Regions from separate parts of the Drosophila melanogaster genome. Here region 1 is linked to region 2. The links are chromatin contacts, called in public targeted proximity ligation maps. All regions are on one chromosome and are shown on one strand. The core of a region is the stretch at or near the end of the contact, and the rest is flanking DNA. Distances in the headings are between cores, read along the strand shown. Region 1 overlaps CG43739. Region 2 overlaps CG9328.

The links.
Region 1: a targeted proximity ligation map of the Kc167 cell line shows a contact between it and region 2, with 2.2 times the contacts expected there. A contact is called at or near these places in 6 of 107 Hi-C or Micro-C datasets (the D17-c3 cell line, the Kc167 cell line, the ML-DmBG3-c2 cell line and 3 more) and 1 of 7 datasets of targeted methods (the Kc167 cell line).

The regions. Positions count from the first base shown.
Region 1 is chr2L:20,875,448-20,881,348 of dm6, reverse strand. It overlaps CG43739, which reads left to right. Exons shown (of 11, transcript NM_001273719.1): 6 at 3,672-3,796; 7 at 3,872-4,200; 8 at 4,266-4,437. sky (skywalker) reads left to right here. Exons shown (of 11, transcript NM_206017.3): 6 at 3,672-3,796; 7 at 3,872-4,200; 8 at 4,266-4,437. It also overlaps asRNA:CR44981. Among named protein-coding and RNA genes, the nearest start is that of CG14401, 8.5 kb to the right of the region's middle.
Region 2 is chr2L:20,804,371-20,811,006 of dm6, reverse strand. The region is part of intron 1 of CG9328; the gene reads right to left. Among named protein-coding and RNA genes, the nearest start is that of CG33322, 8.6 kb to the left of the region's middle.

The DNA.
Region 1 (5,901 bases), core at 1,454-3,953, 73 kb before region 2:
TCATTATTCATTGTTGTTATTGGCGACACAATAACAAAATCGAATATTTAACTTACAGTATAGATTGTTTACTAGGAATTTGGTTTCATCCAGTCAGGTGCGGAGTCGGATCGAGTACAAATGCGCTGAATTCCGCTCCATCAATGATGGGAAAAATAATTGAATACGAAATGAGCAAAATTTAACCTAAAGGGATGTGAAAATTCGGAAGTTTGGCCAAATAATCGCACACCGCGTATTTCGAGGTCTAGCTATATGAAATAGACAGCTTGTAATGCGAGTGACCCATTGATAACCTCTTAATTGTGGCAATATGCATAATCTACAGGAATCTAATCAATTCCAATTGCTCGGCCCTTAAATAGTTTTCATATTTTTAAAAAGTAAGACAATCCGTCAATCGTTCTATCAAACTTTTATTTCTAAAAATATTTTCCGCTGCTCTCTGAAAATGATTTCAATTCGATTTCATATGTATACATATGTATGCACTTATATTCTGGAGATGCTGATAAGCTGATTTTTTGAGGAGGAGGTCAGACAGCCTGTCATTTTGAAGGTTTATTTACACTGTGCGAAATACCTTCCCTCCTTTGTGTCTGTCTGGCAGACGAAACTGTTCGATTCCGGTCTAGATTTCGAGGTAATTTCCCGCCCTCCAAAGAAATCTGATTTTTTCTAGGTCATACAAAATTTTTTTTCTTATATAAAACTGCTATTACTTTTTTTTTTTTGTGGTCATAAACATTGAAAGAAGTTGCAGTGAAATGACTCCAAAAAAAAAACTGCCAAACCGAAGGATACTGGAATAAAGAAAATTGAAAAGTGAGCTGCGTTCAGCCAACGCATTTAAATGTGGAACGTTTTTCTGCCTGCACTTTCAAGTTCAAGAGTCGCACATAAACGAATGTTTAAACTTTAAAGTGGTATAGATAGCACATATGCATATGTCGGACTGTTGGAATTTCGCTGTTGACGTCATTGCATTCGACTCGGTTTGATTCGTCTTCTTTTGCAATTGGCGAATTTGCCTTTAGCCACTTAAAGTAAACAGAGCAAAAGTCGAAGCAGAACATTGAAATATTGGCATGTTTCAAGGCCTGGGGATACGTTTCTTAGTTTACTGACACACTTCTGTGTGTCTTTAATAACTTTTGCATATATACTCATGACGCTCCTCTAATTTACTTTTGGAAAAGCATCACTCATCACACTGGTTTTTTGGGATTCGTGTGCTTTTAGTATTTCTTCTTTTTGTTCTAGAATCTTGAAATGGTTCTTTGATTTGCGTTGTGCTTGGCTAATAATGCCAACACGTGAGCATAAAACTCGCATAAAACGCAGACAGAAGACAAGGCAGCAGCAGATAGGCAAATGCGCACATATGTGCTCCCCATCGTTTATGGATTTGTTTGCCAGTTCTATTCTCCACCGTTCTGGCTCCCCATTGTTCTGTTTGTGTTTTTGCGCCCTACCCAAACATTGTCGCTTTGGTATACCTGGCTTACCCGATTCCTATGCGGAGTGCTCATCATCACATCAAATAGTTGGCAATGCCGGGCACGCACAATTCAGATTAAAGTATATGGAATATTTCGCAGTACTTGGCTTTAATGGCCCAGCACTCTGACGTCAGACTTGACTCAGGTAGAGAGTGAAAATTGGAATATAGCCCTGCTTTAATTTGCATTTCTCTGCCCTTTCCCATGCATATGCATTAGCCAGCTAAATAAGTGAAATGGAGGCGGGTTTTCAAGGTTCCCCAGGCGTAAAAGGGGGATTTGAATTGTATCTCTTTGTTTCGCGGCACTTTACGGGGCAAAACACAGGTAAATAGTGTGTATCTTATCAGCTTCATTCAGAAAGCTCTAAAATCCATACCGTCTATTTCTTATAGAGCTATTTCCCAGTTTCTTCATGCCTACTCAGATTTGCTTGTCTGCTGCTCTCCGCCGATTAGCAATTCAAAAATGTTATTTTTGCTTTTATCTAAGTCTATTAAGTGGGCCGTGTGTAAGTTCCGCTTTTGTTTTTGTCTTGCCATATTTACATTGTTTATGCTTGAGTTTGTTGAGCTAATTAAAGTAGGAGAGCAGATGGACTGGACTCCTGGTTTCTGTTCGTGTATCTCGGCTGTGGGTCTTTTGGCTATCTTTGGCTATTTTTAGTTGGCTTATATCTCATAAATAACTCGACACGTGCTCTCTGACGTCTACCGACTTAACATTCTGTCTCATTAGCCAATCGACCTTTGTCTGTATTCAAAAGTAGCTTTGGTGATGCCTTTGGTTTCTGGTATTCTGTTTCTTTGGCACGCTCGCGTTTACCACAGTTTTAAATCGTTATTATCAGTTACTTGATTAATTTCAATTGAAATTGTTTACTTTTGCTTTCGCGCCGACTGATAATGAGTATGTGAGGGGTCGTTAAAAGTTTGACCAGAATGCAAATGTTGGCGAATTATTGCAATTGCAGTGTCTAACGCTCGTCATAGTCTATATATAGCGAGGCTCTTGAATATTTAATGAACTTATCAAATGTTTGCCCGGACTCCAGCTGTCTTTCCGCAATAGATAAAGTTCAGCACACTATATGTACTATACTCCAGACCCTGCCCTGCATCCGATGCCCTGGCAAATGAGAGCAATCCGGGGAAACTAAGTCGAACCGCCTGGGGCCAGTGTAATCCACTGATAAGCCGGCGAAATCCGCTGATAAGACCTTTGTTTACCCCGCGGCGTTTGAAACTAATTAAACTTTGTAATGCAGCAAATCAATCCGATGACTCCTTATCGCCCTGCGAAGGTTCAAGTCGGTTCATTATCTAAATTAAATTTAAAGTCCTTTAAAGTCCACACCCCAAACTGCGCTCCCTCCCGTTGCGCGCACAATTACTTTTTAAATGCCTGCCTAATATTTTCACGAACGCTAATGACTCTCTCACGATTGCCTGAAAAACAGCTCGAGCAAAACTCCCAGAGGGTATTTATAGCTCCAACACTGTGACATTGCATAATTTGATCTAATTTAGAAATCAAATAATCAGAGCGCACATACACAGGTTGCTGAAAAAATGGTGCCGGCTAATTATGGAAAATTGAAGAGGGCGTGGTTGGGGCGGGGAAATGGCGGTGATGCTGGTCAAAGTGCACTCCACCGACGGATGCTCGACGCATTCTCAATTTAATTTGCGCTGCGTCATTGCGGTAATTCAGTGTGTATACATACATACATATATGTACGTACGTATATGTAGATATGCACACCAAACCAAACCACCACGAATGTTATAAGTCGAGCTGCTGCAGTTCCACAATTAAATTGGACGCGGATCAGGAAGGGAGGGGGTGCGGGGGTGGTAACTGCATAAATTGTGGCTAAGGTTAGGGCTGTTATTAAATAGATAATTGCTAGAAAAACTGCAATACGATCTTGCGTACGAGTGCCAACGGGCGTATCAAATATCGAATATTACGTATACGACACGTTGGTATTGTAAGCAGAAAATGAGCGGATAACTATTAAGGCAATTATATTCGAAATGAAATTATATTAGCAATATTTCAATTAATAATAAGAACTACATTTCAGTACATTTAAAATGAAGTCATTAGATTCTTTATTAACATTCGGTACTAATAATGCATTTTGATATAATTCATATTTTCCAGAGGAGGAGGCGTACATATGTCTGGCCGGTCTGGTCGGTAGCAAGGAGAAGGTATTCATCAATCAAACCAAACTACAGCACGAAGTCACTTGGAAGACGGTGATGCAGATAGCCAAAAAGCACACAGTAAGTAGTAGACTCCCAGTACAGCAGTACAGCAGTACACATCGATCAAATGCTAATCAAAAGTGTATCGTTTAGAAAAGTGCTACTTCGTATTTCCAACGTATTTGCCCGGGCCTGAAGCTAGAACGCATCTTCATGGACTGGTGCTGGTGGATTCTAGCCGGTCTACCCTTCCAGCATCTGGTGCGGATCATGGACTGCTACTTCCACGAGGGCATCAAGGTCCTGTACCGCGTGGCCCTCGTCATACTCAACCTGTTTCACAAGGAGTGCCAGTCGAACAACGAATGGAGTCCGGACAACATTAAAAACGACATTGGCAACGCTTTGATCAAGTTCTGCAAGAAGATACCAGTGTCGCCGGCGAAGTTGCTCCATGCCGCGTTTAGTATTAGGGGACTGAGGTAGTTAAAATGTTAACTAATGATCAATGAGATCAGTTTGTAATGCCCGGTTTCTTCTCTTGCAGTACCCAGTATATTTCTAGAATATTTATCAAGACTGAAATGCTACTAAAAAGCCGCTCCGTGCTCACCAGCGGTTCGAAGCAATTAATCAAATCGCGTTCAAGTGATAATCTGCCCACTAGTCAGTCGCAGGTCAACATCCAAATGATGTCCCACACCCTGACCATCCGAGAGGTATGTGAATCTAATCCCTAACCCAATCGACGCGCCCCCTCCAACCCACCATCACACAGCATACACAGCGAACACAGTACCCAGAATACAGAATACTGAATACAAACAGAAACCGAGTTAGGCATTCCTTCAGTTAGTAATGACCCAAATGAAACTATTCACACAGCACAGCACTACAAGCAAAACACCTTGTCTAATGGTAAACTCTGATTTATTTTTATTCGTTTTCTGTTTATGTTTCTCTCACAACTTCTTCAACTCTGAAACAACGCACCCAATAAATAAACAAAACCAGAAGCTGCACTCCGAGAGCTGTCGCAATTTGGTATGAGGCCGTGAAAAGCTATACAAAATTATTATTACAAAACAAAAAAGATGCCAATGTTTGATTGATTCTGCTTGATCTGTTGTTTTTCTTTCCACACCGTCTTTGAATGAGTTGAATCTACTTTCAATTTTCTTAATTTGCTCGAGTCGAGTTACGAAAGCATGAAAATAGGAAAGTTTTAATTTAAAATTGAAATCAAATATCAAATATGTGTACATATGAAAAGTTTAATTTCGGAATCAACTGGATCAAGTCCTGATGGTTTAAGGCGTCCAGTTAATTCTCAAGCTCTCTCTCCGAACTGATTCGACTCGATTTTTGTGTCCGTTCTGCTTCCACTTGACTTTTGTGTTGTGTTTGATTTTTGTCATGTATTATTTCGCGGAATGAAATAACTTCTTGCAGTTACTGTTTCGTTACTTATCAAGCAAAGCAAAAACACAGCCTACACAATAACCACATTTATAAAATAACCACACTGTATAGCTTTTTATTCGTTTCCGTTGCTTTTCGTTGTGATAAAATGAAATAATATATTGCAAAGCCTATATACTCACATACAGAAATACATAAACCAACAATAATCCTCAAGTGAATTTGCTCCATATATGAAATCAATATATAAAACGTTATTTCTATTTTTCTTGTACTTTTTTTGCTGCCTTGGCAACGAATGAATGAATATTAACGATACTACAAAAATAATAATTGCGAAATACAATATAAATTTGCGTACGCTTAATCAATGTATACATACATACTTCTGAATTCGATGAAATACATTTCCACGGGTTCATTGGCCGCATTTGGGTGCATTCTGTTAAATATTTCATCCATCATGATTATGTATAAACTGTAGGGTGAAAAATCGCCCGGTCATAGAGCAATCGCGATGGGCGTTTATCCCATACACAATCTGAAAAGTCAAGCTTGTAAGAACGAAGATGTAAGTGAAAGTCAAAGTCAAAGTCCACTCCACTCCACTCCACTCCAATATAAAGCCAATCAACAATTCCCACCGAGATAACCACAAAACACACTTTATTCGTACTATAATATGTATAACTCGAAAATATCTTGATGCTTTTGGCTCACTTTTTATCCGCATTTCATTCAAGCCACAAAAACTGCATGTA
Region 2 (6,636 bases), core at 3,872-6,371:
TTTCACCGAATGACCGGAGCGACCCACTCTAAGCCACATAAATCAAGACAACATTGCAGCGCATTGTGGGCACAATTTATGATATGGCATAGGGCTCTGGAATTATTATCATGTGCGGTCTGGTCTCCAAGCGAAAGCTTTCTTCGAAGCGGCCTATCCGTTTAACCGGGTTAAGGGACCAACAAGCCATGACAGTACAGTTAAAGGCAAACCATTGTCATGGAGGGGTTAACTGGCTCAGATCGGGCGATACGCATCGCAAAGGGCAATTTCCTTTCAAAAGAAACTGAGCACTTCTCACATCGAATCAAACCGTATCACGGATTTTTTTTTAAGTTTTTTCAAAACTTTATTAACTCCTGCTGTTGAAAGACAAGCTTATCAACCGTGTGTTTTCTACACTTTTATCCGTGTTCAGTGGATGTACCTAATCATTTTACACCATCGCCGAAAGCCGAGTCGGTGGAAAAAGCCAAACAAATAGAAATAGACACGATTTCACTGACTGGGAGAAGTGTGCACCTCTTTTGTCTGCCTACAAGAATGGCTTCAAACAGCAATGAATAAATGAACGAATGTGTGAATATAAAAGCGAATGAATTATTCACGCGGCAGCCTCTTGTCTTGACTCACTTTCAAAGATGGACATGCGGTTCATGATGTTACTGGAGATATTCGACGAGGGTCGCTGCATTTTGGTAATGTGCAGCCTGCTCTCAAGTGGCACTTCAACTTGAACTAATATTTTATTTCTATATATTAACACAGACGAAGCACACTAATAGTAGTGAATATCTTGTTATTTCTTATTTTAGATGCAAATCACTGGAGAGTAGCTGTGTTTCGTATTATTCCTTCAAACAGCTGAGGTGGTAAGAGTGTTGCAGCTGGTCGCTAATTGTGGCTCACATCTTATAGCACAGTGACTTTCGCTTTCGTCGACGTTCTTATCAACGCAACAAACGGCTAAAAACTGCGAGCCGAGAAGGAAAATGTTGGTAACCGGACCCCTGCAATCGATTGCTGCTACTGCTGCGCTGATGTTGCTGCTGCTGTTGCTGCTGCCGCTGCTGCAACTTTGTGCAGTGCGACGCCAACACGTAACGCGTTTGGCTCGCTATTTTAGGCTTCCTCATTTGCAGCAGCTAACCAAACACGGCAGGGTTGAAAAACGGGGTTGGGTTTGAGTTTGGGTTTGGGGCTGAAATGGGGGGTTTTTCATGCCGCCGGACTGGCTTATGCAAGTCGAACAAACAGCCAAACAACAGCTGACCCAGATATGCATTTCAGCCACGAACTAAGCGAAATACTAAGAACGAAGCGTAGCCAGCGGTGAACTAAAGCCAAAACGGATTAAGTCCTTCAAAAAGTGAAAGCTCGTTGTTCTCAATCAAAACCCAACCTCCAAATGGCTGCACATGCTCGTCTGAGCCCTCTACAACGGAATAGTTACAAAACGACAGTTTAATCGAACCTTGAAATACTCTGCATTTGAAGTTGATTTGTTTGCCCACACAGATAGCATACTAAATGAAGCGACCATCACATATCATTCAAATGAAATAAGTAGCAGATAGAAGAGTACTTTGCTCCTTTTGGAAGAGCAGATTTACAGACTACAAAGCACTGCATTGATTTGAGATACCCATCTGTTATAGCGCATTTATGTCAGCTGGCATAAGGATGTTGCATGTTGGACGTGGCATTCGGCAGTGGCAGCTGGGGGTGGCAGCCTTGACCCGACGCTACAGCCCGTCTGCATAAAGGACACACATGTGTGCAGGATAACAAAGGCCCCGAAAAGAGAGTGGGGGTGGGGATGGGGAGGGGGGCTCAGCCTCCTACCGGCAGGAGCTTTTCGGAAGCTTCACTCTCGTGCTCTCTTTCTATCTTTGTACAGCCATCTCTCTCTCTCGGGGATTTTGTAGGAGCATCGGCATCCGCCTCCTCCTGGGGAAGAAAATGGAAAATCGACAGCCACGGGCGAGCGTTTTCCAGCTTCCGTTTCCTGGCCGCCTGGTGCTAATTGGCTCCATGGAGAAAATGGCCGCTCCACACACAACACAAACAAAGCGGCGGCCCCTTGGACCCGATTTCCCGCATTTTCCGACCCCTTCGTAAGATGGAAGTCTAAGACATGGACCAACTTCTTGGATGCCGCACAATCCAGAATAATGTACCTTCGGCAGGGGAAGTTGCTGCCACTCCAGTATTTCTCCACCCGCAAAAAGTGGTAAGGTTCTTTCTCAGGATGGATGATTCACGGTGGATGGGGCGGTGGTGGGGCCAAAGGGGCGGAACCGGGAGCCCGCCATTGAGCAACTCTAACTCAAATACTCCGCCTCGAATCAACCGGCGAACAGCAAATGGCACAGGCTGGATGGCCGACAGGAGCAACAGGAGTCGCCAAAACAGGAGCTATGACGTCAGCAACAGGATACGGCAGAGACAAAACGATGAGCGAGAGAGAGAGAGAGAGCTGTGCAGGAGTGTTACAAGCTGATTGCACAAAGAGAATAAACCATTAATTTTCGAATATTTAAGTCTTTACTGCACTAAAATTTAATAATAAAAAAATATGAAATTCATAAATTATACATGGAATATATTGAAATAAATAAAGACATATATGTATCTATATTAAGAAAACGTACATATTTAAAGTATTTTGTGTTCTGTTGGCAAGGTTTTTCACCGTTTTAAAGCATTTAGAAACAACTTTTTTTCTCTGTGTGCAGAAAGCTTTTGTTTGTCTTGAAAGCTTTTGTCGCGTCTGCATACCTTCTCCTGCTGTGATGTCATATATTCGTCGACCCTTGGGGAACCCTCGTTCCATCTCTGTCGCTTCCATCAGGGGTTTGTGCGCAAAACATCAATAAATAGATTTCCCTGATTTTTCAACAGGATAGCAGAAATGCCAGCAGCAGTCAGGTAACAAACAATCACAAGTCGTCGCCAACAAAACACCCCCAATCCCCCCCTGATGCATAGATATTCCACGGCGTCCACGAAAGCTTTGGGTATTGTGTTTCTAGAAAGGGGCTCGTCGGCTAGCTGTGGGTTAATCAGCTGTGCGTGTAGTCAGGGGTTAAGAGTTTGCTAATTTCCACAAAGGCTTCCATATGTTGTTGGCCAAAAAAAAAAAAAAAATTGGGTTTGGTTCTATCTATTTGCTTACCACAAAGTGGGTGTGTTTGCCTGCTGTAAATATTTAGACAACCAGGCCAGAAACAACAGAAATAGAAACAGGCCAAAACAGTTCAATAAATAAACCAGCGCAAGTGAAACTTGTGTTTTGACTAAAAGCAAATTTGTGTATGATCGGTCGTTTTTGGAAAAAGTTTCAGCCTTGCGCTGTAGGAAAATAGTTGAACACTTTTATCGCAATCCGAAGAATGACAACTTGTAGAACAACTATGTATACATTTATATGTTCATGTTATTGGAAATTTAGCCTTAAGATAGTTGCTAAAAGAAGCGGAAAATATTTCTATAATCAAAAAGTAATCACTTTAGTTTAGAGCAATTGCCTCTTTTGAGGAAGTTTGATTACTTACAATACAATAATACTTTCTCAATCTGCCTTTCCTATTAGCTTTGTCATCAGACCTATTCGCTCAAAAGGCCCTATTTTTCAGCAATAAGCCTCATAGTCGTGGGATCGTTTAAGGCGCGTGTTAGTCATAGACATTTATATATTTACTATTTATTTGTGTTTGGCACATTCGCTTGTGTTTGTTTGGCAACAAATAGCACGCAAGGCAATTTCTATTAACCAACCGCCGGTGCCACCCCCAATTTCCTTTGAGGCCACCCAGTCAGTCACTCGTTCGCTGGTCAAAACCCCCTGTTCCTCGTTGAAACATATTTTTTCTTTAATTTTAATAGCGTGTCAGAATTTATTGGCCACGTTTAGTCGGCCGTTTGAGCCTCACGCCCATCGCTAATTATTCGGCAGGTGAGTCATGAAATTAGCTAATCTGCCACGCCCCCCTCGCGCCGCCTTCTCGTTTTATATTTCTGCTTTTGTGGTCAGTCAACCCAGCGGGAGATGCAACCACAGGAAATCGTCCAAGTGGCCACAGGCATTCGGCAATGTAAGTCAGTCAATTCCCCAGCTGCGAAATGGCTTACCGGCTTTCACCTGCCCCGCCCCCTCACCGCCCCTCACTAAACTGTCCACTCCAGTCACTCATTCAGTCATTCATTCATTCAGTCGCTCGGCAACTAATTTTCCGCGTCGACATCGTTTGTCGTCTTGTACGCGCTTTTAATAACAATTTTCAGTTTAATTTCTTGCATTTTTTCTCTTTTAATTTTTGGTTTTTTGGCTAAGCGGCTTGACAAGTGGGCATAAATAACAAAATAAAAGAAACCGGTGTCAAAGCCCAGTCGAAATGTACAAACCGAAAACAGTTGCCATTCGTTGCGCAATGGGAAAGCCTCGAAAATAAAGGCAACGGGACTTAAAACGTTTACTGGGAATTCGGGGTCAAAACTATATAAAAAAAAGCGCCCTAACACCCTGAAAAACTGACCTTTCCCTGGAACTCAGTTTGGCCCCAAGCCGCGAAAGATTCCGAGAAATCGGCGTCCCCGGGCATTAAATGCATTTCTAAATCTAAACAGCGCTTTGCTTTATAAACAGAGCAACTCAGCAGCCCCACACATGTGGCATTCCGAATTCAACATTCCGCATAAACAATAACACAAGCCATTCGACCGACCCCACACCACAGATACAATTTTTGAACAATAAACAGAAAATTTGTTTTCCCGCAAGTCGGAACGTTTATGCTTCGAGCAACTAGGAAGAGTCATAAATGGTTCGACTATAGCATACCAAGTGTGCTCAAAAACCATAAGTTGGAAAAATGGTTTAATACGCAAGTCATTCGGACATTTACTTATAATATAATATATGTCATGGAAGTCTTGTAATACATTTAATAAAATTGAAAAAACGTAATATGTATATATCCCAATTGATTAACATACCTGACACACCCCGCAAAGCGGAGTGTACAGGGTATCGTTCAAGGGGCGCTGAGCGAGTCCATTAAAAGAATTTCGTAATCGAAATCCCGCATCGAGCCAATCAAGCTAAAAACTCTGAACCCATGCCCATAGCCATGCGGGTGCAAAACGCTTATCAGACGGAATAATAATAGCTTGGACAACTACAATAAGCGAGTGAAATAAATTTAATAAACATTTTTATGATTGTTCTTTCGAAGCTTTATGGAAATTTGTTACTAGTTGGCGTAGCTGAATAATCTCAAGCTTTTCAGGGGGATATGCGATTTGGGCAAATATTTGGCCATGTATGAGCATTAAACTCAGACGTCAGTTTAGATAAGAGGTTCTTATTATCTATGGAACTCGGCAAATCATAAAAACATAACATATTTGTTCTGCATGCCTTAAATGGAAACCTCCAAAGAACTTGAATGGCTAAGAGTAAAACTTTTAGCTGTTCCATGTAAATACCGTTAGTTTTTATGCTTTCATTTACGAATTTTGCCAGTTTATTCTGTGTATTTTGTGGATTCTAAATACGGAACACAAACATGAAATTGTTAATGGAGCACAATGAAAATTTATGTGTTGAAATATTCTTTGAAAATTTACATTTTTGCCGATATTTAAATGAAGAAAGATTTTTCAAAATTTGAACTTTCGATCTGAATTTCACACACTTCTATTGATTTATAAGTATAATGGGCTAGTTACTATTAAGAAATTGATAAATTGACTTCTTTTCGTAATAATTATATATTTAATAAGCCATAAACAGTCACCCAAATATCTGAATATGACTCTTTAAATAGCCCGTGTGTCACGCCTGGTGATTTCATTCCGTATGTACATATTCCGTCTTTACAAGGCACATATGTATGACTTTAAATCCTAATGCATGTAAATGGGCACTACGACAAAATGGCCTTGAGACGCCGTAAACCGGCAACAAACGTGGCCCAAGCAACAAACATCAAATTAGCCAATCAAAGCAGAAAAACAAAACCATTTCACGCGCTCGCAGACAGTAATAATCATTTGGAAGCATACAAAAAGAGTTTAAATAATTTATATAAGCCGCCAGGCGATGAAGAAATTGCAGCACTTAACGAATAAAAATCTGCGTTTTCCAACCGGCTTAAAAAAGCTAAACACAATTAAAAGCGCTAAGCACTAAAGAGCATTCCAAGCCTTTCACTCTTTTTTCACTTTGATATCTTCCATGACCAAGCAAAATCATTTGCCTAGCCGCACTCGTAAAAAACTTCAATTGAATTTTGTATTATTTGATAACTCCATTAAGACCCCAACTGCAACAACAACAAATCAATCAGTTGCGGAAACGGAACAAACTGCGCGAAACGAAAGAGATCGAATGGAACCAATCAGACCGAAAGTAAAGCCAATTTGCATAAAAAACATGATGCTGATGCGAAGAAGGTTTATAGAGGAGAAACTATAGCTGTGCGGCACTGATTGATATCTAAACTGAAAAATTGTCTGTTGTCAATAAAATAATTCAATTGATATGGTAAAAAAATGAATCCAGATTGGGGTATCTTTTCATGCTTAACAATAAAAATGGAAAATTATCTTTTAATGACCATTAATATCTTT